Linked DNA regions of Mus musculus: region 1 is linked to region 2. The links are chromatin contacts, called in public HiChIP or PLAC-seq maps. All regions are on one chromosome and are shown on one strand. The core of a region is the stretch at or near the end of the contact, and the rest is flanking DNA. Distances in the headings are between cores, read along the strand shown.

Region 1 (3,581 bases), core at 330-2,829, 75 kb after region 2:
CACGTCAGATGGCACTGATCTTCTTCACACAAGACACTGGAGGCTAAATGCTGGCAGGCGTGTCAGACAAGCAAACAACTCCCAGGCCAACCAACCCTGGATGCAAAATTAAATATCCAGCTGTGCACCAGGCATGATCACCAGTGTTCATGAGGCGGAGGCAGGTAGATTTCTGTGAATTCAAGGCCAGCCAGGGGAAAAAAAAAAAAACCTAGCCATACAATACCAAAAGCCTGGCCTCCCAGGCTCCCACTCACACAGCATGCTGTGGTCACTCAGACTCCAGGAGCTCCACATCAGAAGAGATACAGATACACTCAGAAAAGACATGAGAACAGCAACTAGCAGCAGACAGGAGGATGAGGGCCATCCATACAGCTACAATACCACAGAGAGAACTGTGCTCAAAAGCAGGGACAGCTACAACAAGGTGGTAACCAGGTAACCAAACTTCTAAGAAAACCTAGTTTATGCAAAAAGTAGAGACCGCTGACTTCAGGAACACACCACACAAAGAAGAGAGGAAATGAGGTCAGACATGCAACTTCAGGGCAGAAATTTGTCCAGACAGGAAGTGAGGTCAAGTAGAAGAATGGCCCAGACAGGAAGTGAGGTAAGGACAGAGTGCTACCCTTAAACCAAGGTTTTGGGGAAGTACTCCTCTGAGCCACCAGTGGTTTATTCAGGTGGTAAAGACTGACTAGGAGGAGAAACTTAGTTGGAGGAAGTGGGTCACTGGAGATGGGCTCTTGAAGGACTACCTACTCATTTCTGGTCCTTCCTTCTGTCTGCCACATGGTCAGCAGCATTCCTCTGTCACGCTTTTTCTGCTTTGTTTCAGGCTTATTAAAAACTCTGAAACCACAAGCGGAAATAAACCTGTAAACTGTTTTTGTCGCCTCACTGGAAAGCTGTGGCTTTATGGTGACTGCCTGGGACTGCCCTGTAACTAAGATTGCTAGTAATGAACTAGCCCCTACACACTATATGCCTCTTAGGTCACTTCCTGCTTTTGAATTTGCTGTGCCAAGTACAGGTCTTCTATTTTTATTTTACCATTAGCCACGGAATCTTACATGCCCTAGTTCCTGAGTGTCGATGGTCAGGTTATGACATTCACGACCCCATTTTGTTTAACTCTACTTGGTCACAGGCAAGTTGATCTACCCTTGCCCTTTTCCATCCTATCTAGGTGTTTCCTAGGACCTTCCTATCAAGGTCCGTCAGTCATTTACGTTTGATGTCATTCTGTCCTGACTTCACTTCCTGTCTAGGACACTCTGAGTCCTACATACAGCGCTTTGAAACCTGGCTCCAGAACCCACGGGCACACAGCAAAGGAACCACAGTCACATGCGACAGGAGTTCCTACGGGCTTTGCTATTCTGCCAGCAAATCCCAAGTGACCCAGGCAAGGCTGATCACTGCAGAGATGGAAGAGGAAACACTTAACTTGGCTACCACCACCACCCTGCAATCCATTTCACTCAGACCCAGAGGTAGATAGACGCAGAGCAGCACTGAGTACACATGGGGCACGGGGCAAGTGGTGGCCATGTGCTGTGCTCATCCTGAACAGACTCAACTGAAAGGAAAAGCAGCCTAGTCAACGCCCGGATGAGACCTTGAACCTTAGAGTTTGAAGAGTCCTGGAATGAGGTGGCTTCACTGCAGGGTTGCTTGCTCCAGTAACAAACTGGAGGCCACTGCTGGGCTGAGGTCTCCACATTCCTGCCTATCTACTACCACCAACAAACAGGAGAATCGCGGGCTAGGACCCCATCCCACGCAGCCAGGCCGCAGCCCCTCTGCACAGCGGCCTTCAACCCTCTTCAGCATCAATGTCTGAAGATAAGTGTCAAAACCTGCAAGGGTCAGCGCCGTGCCGACTCCCTTAACGCCAAGAGCCCACACGGTAACACATGGTAATAATCACGGCTAACTAAGCCACAACACACGTTCACACACCCAAATCCACTCCCATTCCTACCGCCTGGGCCAGTGTAGTCACCTCCTGCTATTAGGGCAAGACCACAGTCGTTGTAAGATGGCTACCCATACCGGGACAGTTCTACCAAAGCAGACCAAAGATGAGAGAGGGTTAGGCCCAAGAAGGTACCAGGCCTACAGCTCTGACTTGTCCTCTATGAGCCGTCTCTGCTTTGTGGTGGTGCTCTGGTACAGGATTTGCACAGTCACAAATAAGACCTCTGCACTGCCATCCATCAACAAAGGAGTCTCATGCCCTCTTTTGTGTGGTGCACAAGAAAGCACAAACAAAGGTCTCATCAGGGGCAGGTCAACACAGGGTACCTCATCCTCACTGGGCTCTAGAGACGGTAACCCTGCCAGACAAAGACACAGAGCTGGACCACAGCTGCAGTTCTCACCGGCCCACCTCTCCCCAAGGTCTACCTCTTCCTCTGCTTCACAGCATTTCTAACCATCAAATCTACAGAGCTTGTGGCTAATTATTGAGCACACACATGTTGGGACCGGATCCCTGGGAGTAACAGCAAACACCCTGATAGGCCAGCAGCCTCTTAGAGAGTTATGGCTGCTTGTGCAGGGAAAGTTTGGGAGAGTCCAGAAACTCAAGAGAGGGCTGCTATGTGGTGCACCCTCCTCTTCCCTCACAGAAGACCCCTCTAGGCTTCTGTCTGAGGAATAACAAGAAACATATGAAAAGTTAAATTGAGGCTACACGGCAGTACTCTAGCTATTGCTCAGGCCACTGTCTCCATAATAAACTTAGTTTATTCAATTTTTCTAGACATAGGTTTCTCTGTGTAGCCCCCTAGCTGTCCTAGAACTCACTCTGTGGATCAGGCTGGCCTTGAATTTATACAGATCCACCTGCCTCTGACTCCGAAGTGCTGGGATCAAACGCATGTGCCACTCGCCATACCTGCCTGGCCTCAATAAACTTTTGGAAACAAAACTTAAAATTGAGCCAAGCGTGATAGTTCAGGCCTGTAATTCCAGCTCTCCAAAGGCTGAAGTGGGAAGACCACTGTGAGTCCAAGGTCAGCCTGAGCTACAGAGAGACACCCTGTCACAAACAACTAAAAAGAATTAAGACCAAACAAAAGCAACAAGAACCACAGGGCGTTGGAAAGATGGCTCAGCAGGCAAAGGCATCTGTCTGTATCCCAGCAAACTGAGTTTGGTCCCTGGGACCCACCTGGTGGAAGAACCAACTCCCTGAACCATCCTGACCTCCACACACTGTAACACGCACAAGCTATCACTTAGACATAAACAGCCCGCACAGACACACAATAACACTTTTTCTGAGACAGAAATCTCCTTGTGTACCTGGCTGGCCTGTAGCTTACCATGCAGAACATGCTAACCTCCAACTCCTTCCCAAGGGACCTAGGGACTGCAGGTGTGTGCTATTATCATGCCCCATCTAGTAACTTTCTTTTCCTTCTCCCTCTCCCTCCCTGGCACCCCCCTCAGAAAACTATGATTTTTTTTCTTTTAAATAGGGCTGGAGAGATAGCTCAGCTGTTTAGAGCACTGACTGCTCTTCCAGAGGTCCTAAGTTCAATTCCCAGCAACCACGTGGTGGCTCA
Region 2 (3,518 bases), core at 934-3,433:
AGGCGAGCCCACTCTGTCCCCTCGGGGCTAGTAACATTTGAGTTTTTTAATTCACTTAAACAAAGAAAATATCTCAGCCTTGGGCCTGTGCTCCTCTTGGCGAGCCCTGGGCCCAGGGCGGCTGTTTCACGGTGAGGCCTGTCCTCTCCGTCTTGTTTATTCCTGCAGTTTCTCTGCCTTCTGCCTCCGTGTCCTACACAGGTGATTAGGGAGTCTAATTGGTTTGCCTGTAAAAAAGATAATTAATTGGTATTTCCTTCACAGAGAGGTCAGGCTGCCTGCTCTGATCCCTAGCAGAGCCTCTTCCCTGACTCCAGCCCCCTCCCTTGAGGTGGTCCAGCAACCTTTATCTTGCTGATAAAGTCATAATTGCCACCAGCACTGGCAGGCCTTAGGGTTGGTTTCCAAAGATTAAGAATCCCATCCCTGGGCCCTTGGATTGGGGGAGGTAAGCAGATGTAGCTCCAGGGCAGAGGAGCCTCCAAAAATGTAGCAGAAATATCCATAAGGCTAGGTAGCTACAAATGTAGCAGAAATATCCATAGCACTCGGTAGCTACAAAGTATCTGCTGTAAAACCCTTGCCCCAGAACTGGTGAAAGTGAGAACCCCAACCCCACAGCCCAGGGTGGTCTCTCAGCTGCAGGGATGGCGTGGCGTAAAGTGTTGTAATACCTCTCCTGCAAGTGACTGACTCCCTGCCCCTCTCCCCGCCCCCACCCGAAGCTGTCCAAGGCTGGAAGGCAGACACTCCTATTGACAGCACTGTTCCCCTATCTGATAACAGCTCAGTGGCTTATCACTCCTCGGCAGTAAGATCTTAAGCCTTGAGGAGGCTTTTGCCTTATCTCTCTTATGGACCACGTTTGCAGACTGGGTGGACACAGGTGAAGTGGTTGCCCCAGGGTGAACTGAGTAAGAGGGACACACCACAACCAGAGAGATTCCCGGCAGCTGGGGCAAAACTGGTCAGGACATCCCCAGGTGTTACCTGCAACAGTCTGTGTAGCATGATGGGAAGGGAACACCAAGCCCTGGGGACACAAGAGGTGGCTGGTGAGAGGGACTCTAGGGCTATCTGAAGAATGGGTAGCCTCAGGGTGCAGAGGGGAAGGGCTCAGTCTGAGGATTGAGGAGGGGGTTGCTCTGTCTGAACCAGTCTTATGCTGGGGGCAGGGGTGAGAAGTGAGTTCCAGGGCAGCCTGGGGACAGAGAGCCCAGGTGGGACCATCACAGCCTGGGCTCAAGCACAAGGCTCCAGAGTTGCCCAGGGAGCAGAATAGTGAGAAGAGTGGGGACACGGGACTGGACAAAGGCTGTTTCTCTGTTAAGGGGGAGGACAGGAGTTGTGTCTAGAGGCTCAAGTGCTTGTGGCTGTACTATGTGGATATCCTGGGACAGTGTGTGTCTATTGCAGGAAACTGTGTATCTGCTCTCCCAGGGGTAAGGAGTTGGGGCTGCGCTGAATGAATGTGACACTCAAGAAGAGAGAGAAGGGGGTCTGCTCAGAAGAACAGAGACCAACTTAAGTGAGGGGTACCCGCAGCAGGGCCTGGTGTGGTGTGGGGCTGGGCAGTAGCCAGTGATGATGGGGTAGGACAGGTGACAGTCAGGACAGGTGACTGTCCCCCCGAAGCCTGGGTGCAGAGGGACAGGTGACAGTCCCCCCTCCCCTTGAGTTTGGGTACAGAGGGACAACTGACAGTCCCCTGAAGCCAGGGCACAGAGGGACAGGTGACAGTCCCCCAAAACCTGGGTACAGAGGGACAGGTGACAGTCCCCTGAAGCCTGGGTGCAGAGGGTACTGACTGTGTTCTTATGAAACCTGGGTCCTCATCCGCCGTGGACAAGCCATGGACAGAAGCATACATGTTCCTGGGCAGCTGAACTGTCAGTCAGCTTCACCTCACACTTCTAAGAGCAACCAGCAAGGCCTCCAGCTGGCAGTCCTGCCAAGTGGCCCCTTTCCTCCAGGGAAACCGCATACTTGTGGGTGCCTCTCTCCCCTTTCCTCAGCCATGAGTCACCCCTCCTCTAAGAGCTCCCACCAGATACGCACAGGGTTAGTATAGGGGGAGCAGCTGAGGACCTTGGGTGGCCTGCCTGAACACCATCCCTGCAGAGCAAAGGCCTGTTGAGGCAGCAGTCTGTTATGCCCCAAGGATCAAAGAGGCAAAGGCAGGAAGTGAAGGCCTCTCTGACTTGTAACAAGTGTTGTGGCCTACCAGGCAGCCTTTCTTGGGGCAGGGAGAGGTCTGCCACACATCCAGACGGCCTCAAGTGCCAACCCTGTGTAGACTGAGGAGCTGGACTCCATGTCATCCTTCCCATGAAGCATTGTGGTTAGCATCAGTAATGGGAATGTCCTGTTGTCATGGCTACCGTTCATCTTGTCTGAACTTGCAGTTTCCAGCAACAACATGGCAGCAGGGAGGTCATCAGATGAGCGGCACTGAGCAGCTGCTCTGGAGGTGCCAGCTGGCCGCTGTGACTTCTGGAGAAGTCCTTTAGCTGTGTGACCAGAACCTCCTAGCCCGAGGGGTGCAGACATTCATAGCCTTGGACCCATCAGATCCTGCTGGGTCTGTACACTACTCCACTCCCTAGAACCAGTACATGGCCAGTCAGAGCCTGACGTACAGGGCCACCCAGCAGTCACCCTAACTGTGCACAAGCCTCTGAGATATGAAGACAGAGCTGGGATCTTAATGCCAAAAGTTGCTCCTTTTCTTTGTTTGTTTTCTTTGTTTTTTTTCAAGACCCAGTTTCTCTGTAACCCTGGCTGTCCTGGAACTTGCTCTGAAGGAGGTGGCAGAGCACAGCCCACATGGTCCTCCAGTGTACAGAGAGCTAGAAACCACGTTGTCAGCATTGCGGTTCCCAGTCACTGCCCAGGACATCAGTGGTGCAAGGCACAGAGCTGCGGGGAAGGACGTTAGCTCAGAAATGCCCTTGCATAAGAAAAAGGTTTTTATTAGTGCACCATAAGACAAAATTAATACACCTCTGAGAGAAATAATTCTCCCACCTGTAATCTGGAGATATTTCAGAGGCCCAGCTCTTGCAAACCGGGGCTCTGGGGAAGGGACATTAATGTCTCTGGCCCCAGGGCCCTGTCTAACACAGAGATGAAAGATGCTCCCCCACTCAGCCTAGTCCCACCAAGGAGCCGGCCAGAGTCTTCCTATCTGAAGACCCCTTTTCCTCAAAGAGACATTGTCTTAAGGCATCTCAGCACCCTTAATGATGCTGGCCCAAACTGTACCCCCTCTTCGAACTGCCCTCTGTTCTACCCTTGTCTTCCTGCCTTTGCTGTGCAAGTCTTTCATGAAACACCCCATCTCCTCTGTAGCTCATCTGAGGCTCCTGCTCTAGCCAGAGTCCCCCTACACACACACACACACACACACACACACACACACACACACAGACACCATCTTGGACCTCTGGCTCTTAGGAGGTCACATCTCTTCTCCAATAAAGAACCTTCAGGATAAGGGCCATTGGAAGGACCCTGGA

Evidence for each region. HiChIP or PLAC-seq counts read pairs in DNA pulled down with a chosen protein or histone mark.
Region 1: an H3K27ac HiChIP or PLAC-seq map of the HPC-7 cell line shows a contact between it and region 2, with 6 times the contacts expected there. The contact joins two enhancer-like sites. A contact is called at or near these places in 8 of 484 Hi-C or Micro-C datasets (CD8 T cells, the N1E-115 cell line, bone marrow-derived macrophages and 4 more), 15 of 115 datasets of contacts at active chromatin or transcription factors (CD8 T cells, the HPC-7 cell line, astrocytes and 9 more) and 4 of 9 other capture datasets (adipose tissue, embryonic stem cells, liver and 1 more).

Annotation. Positions count from the first base shown.
Region 1 is chr4:155,200,367-155,203,947 of GRCm38.p6, forward strand. All of the region lies in intron 1 of Ski (ski sarcoma viral oncogene homolog (avian)), which reads right to left. Among named protein-coding and RNA genes, the nearest start is that of Ski, 20 kb to the right of the region's middle. Within about 2 kb of position 1,580, at least 145 of the 459 cell types and tissues checked have an H3K27ac peak or open chromatin away from gene starts, as enhancers often do. A contact at or near this core is called in CD8 T cells, the HPC-7 cell line and double positive thymocytes, where this site is marked.
Region 2 is chr4:155,124,743-155,128,260 of GRCm38.p6, forward strand. The region is part of intron 10 of Morn1 (MORN repeat containing 1); the gene reads left to right. Among named protein-coding and RNA genes, the nearest start is that of Morn1, 40 kb to the left of the region's middle. Within about 2 kb of position 2,184, at least 90 of the 459 cell types and tissues checked have an H3K27ac peak or open chromatin away from gene starts, as enhancers often do. A contact at or near this core is called in CD8 T cells, the HPC-7 cell line and double positive thymocytes, where this site is marked.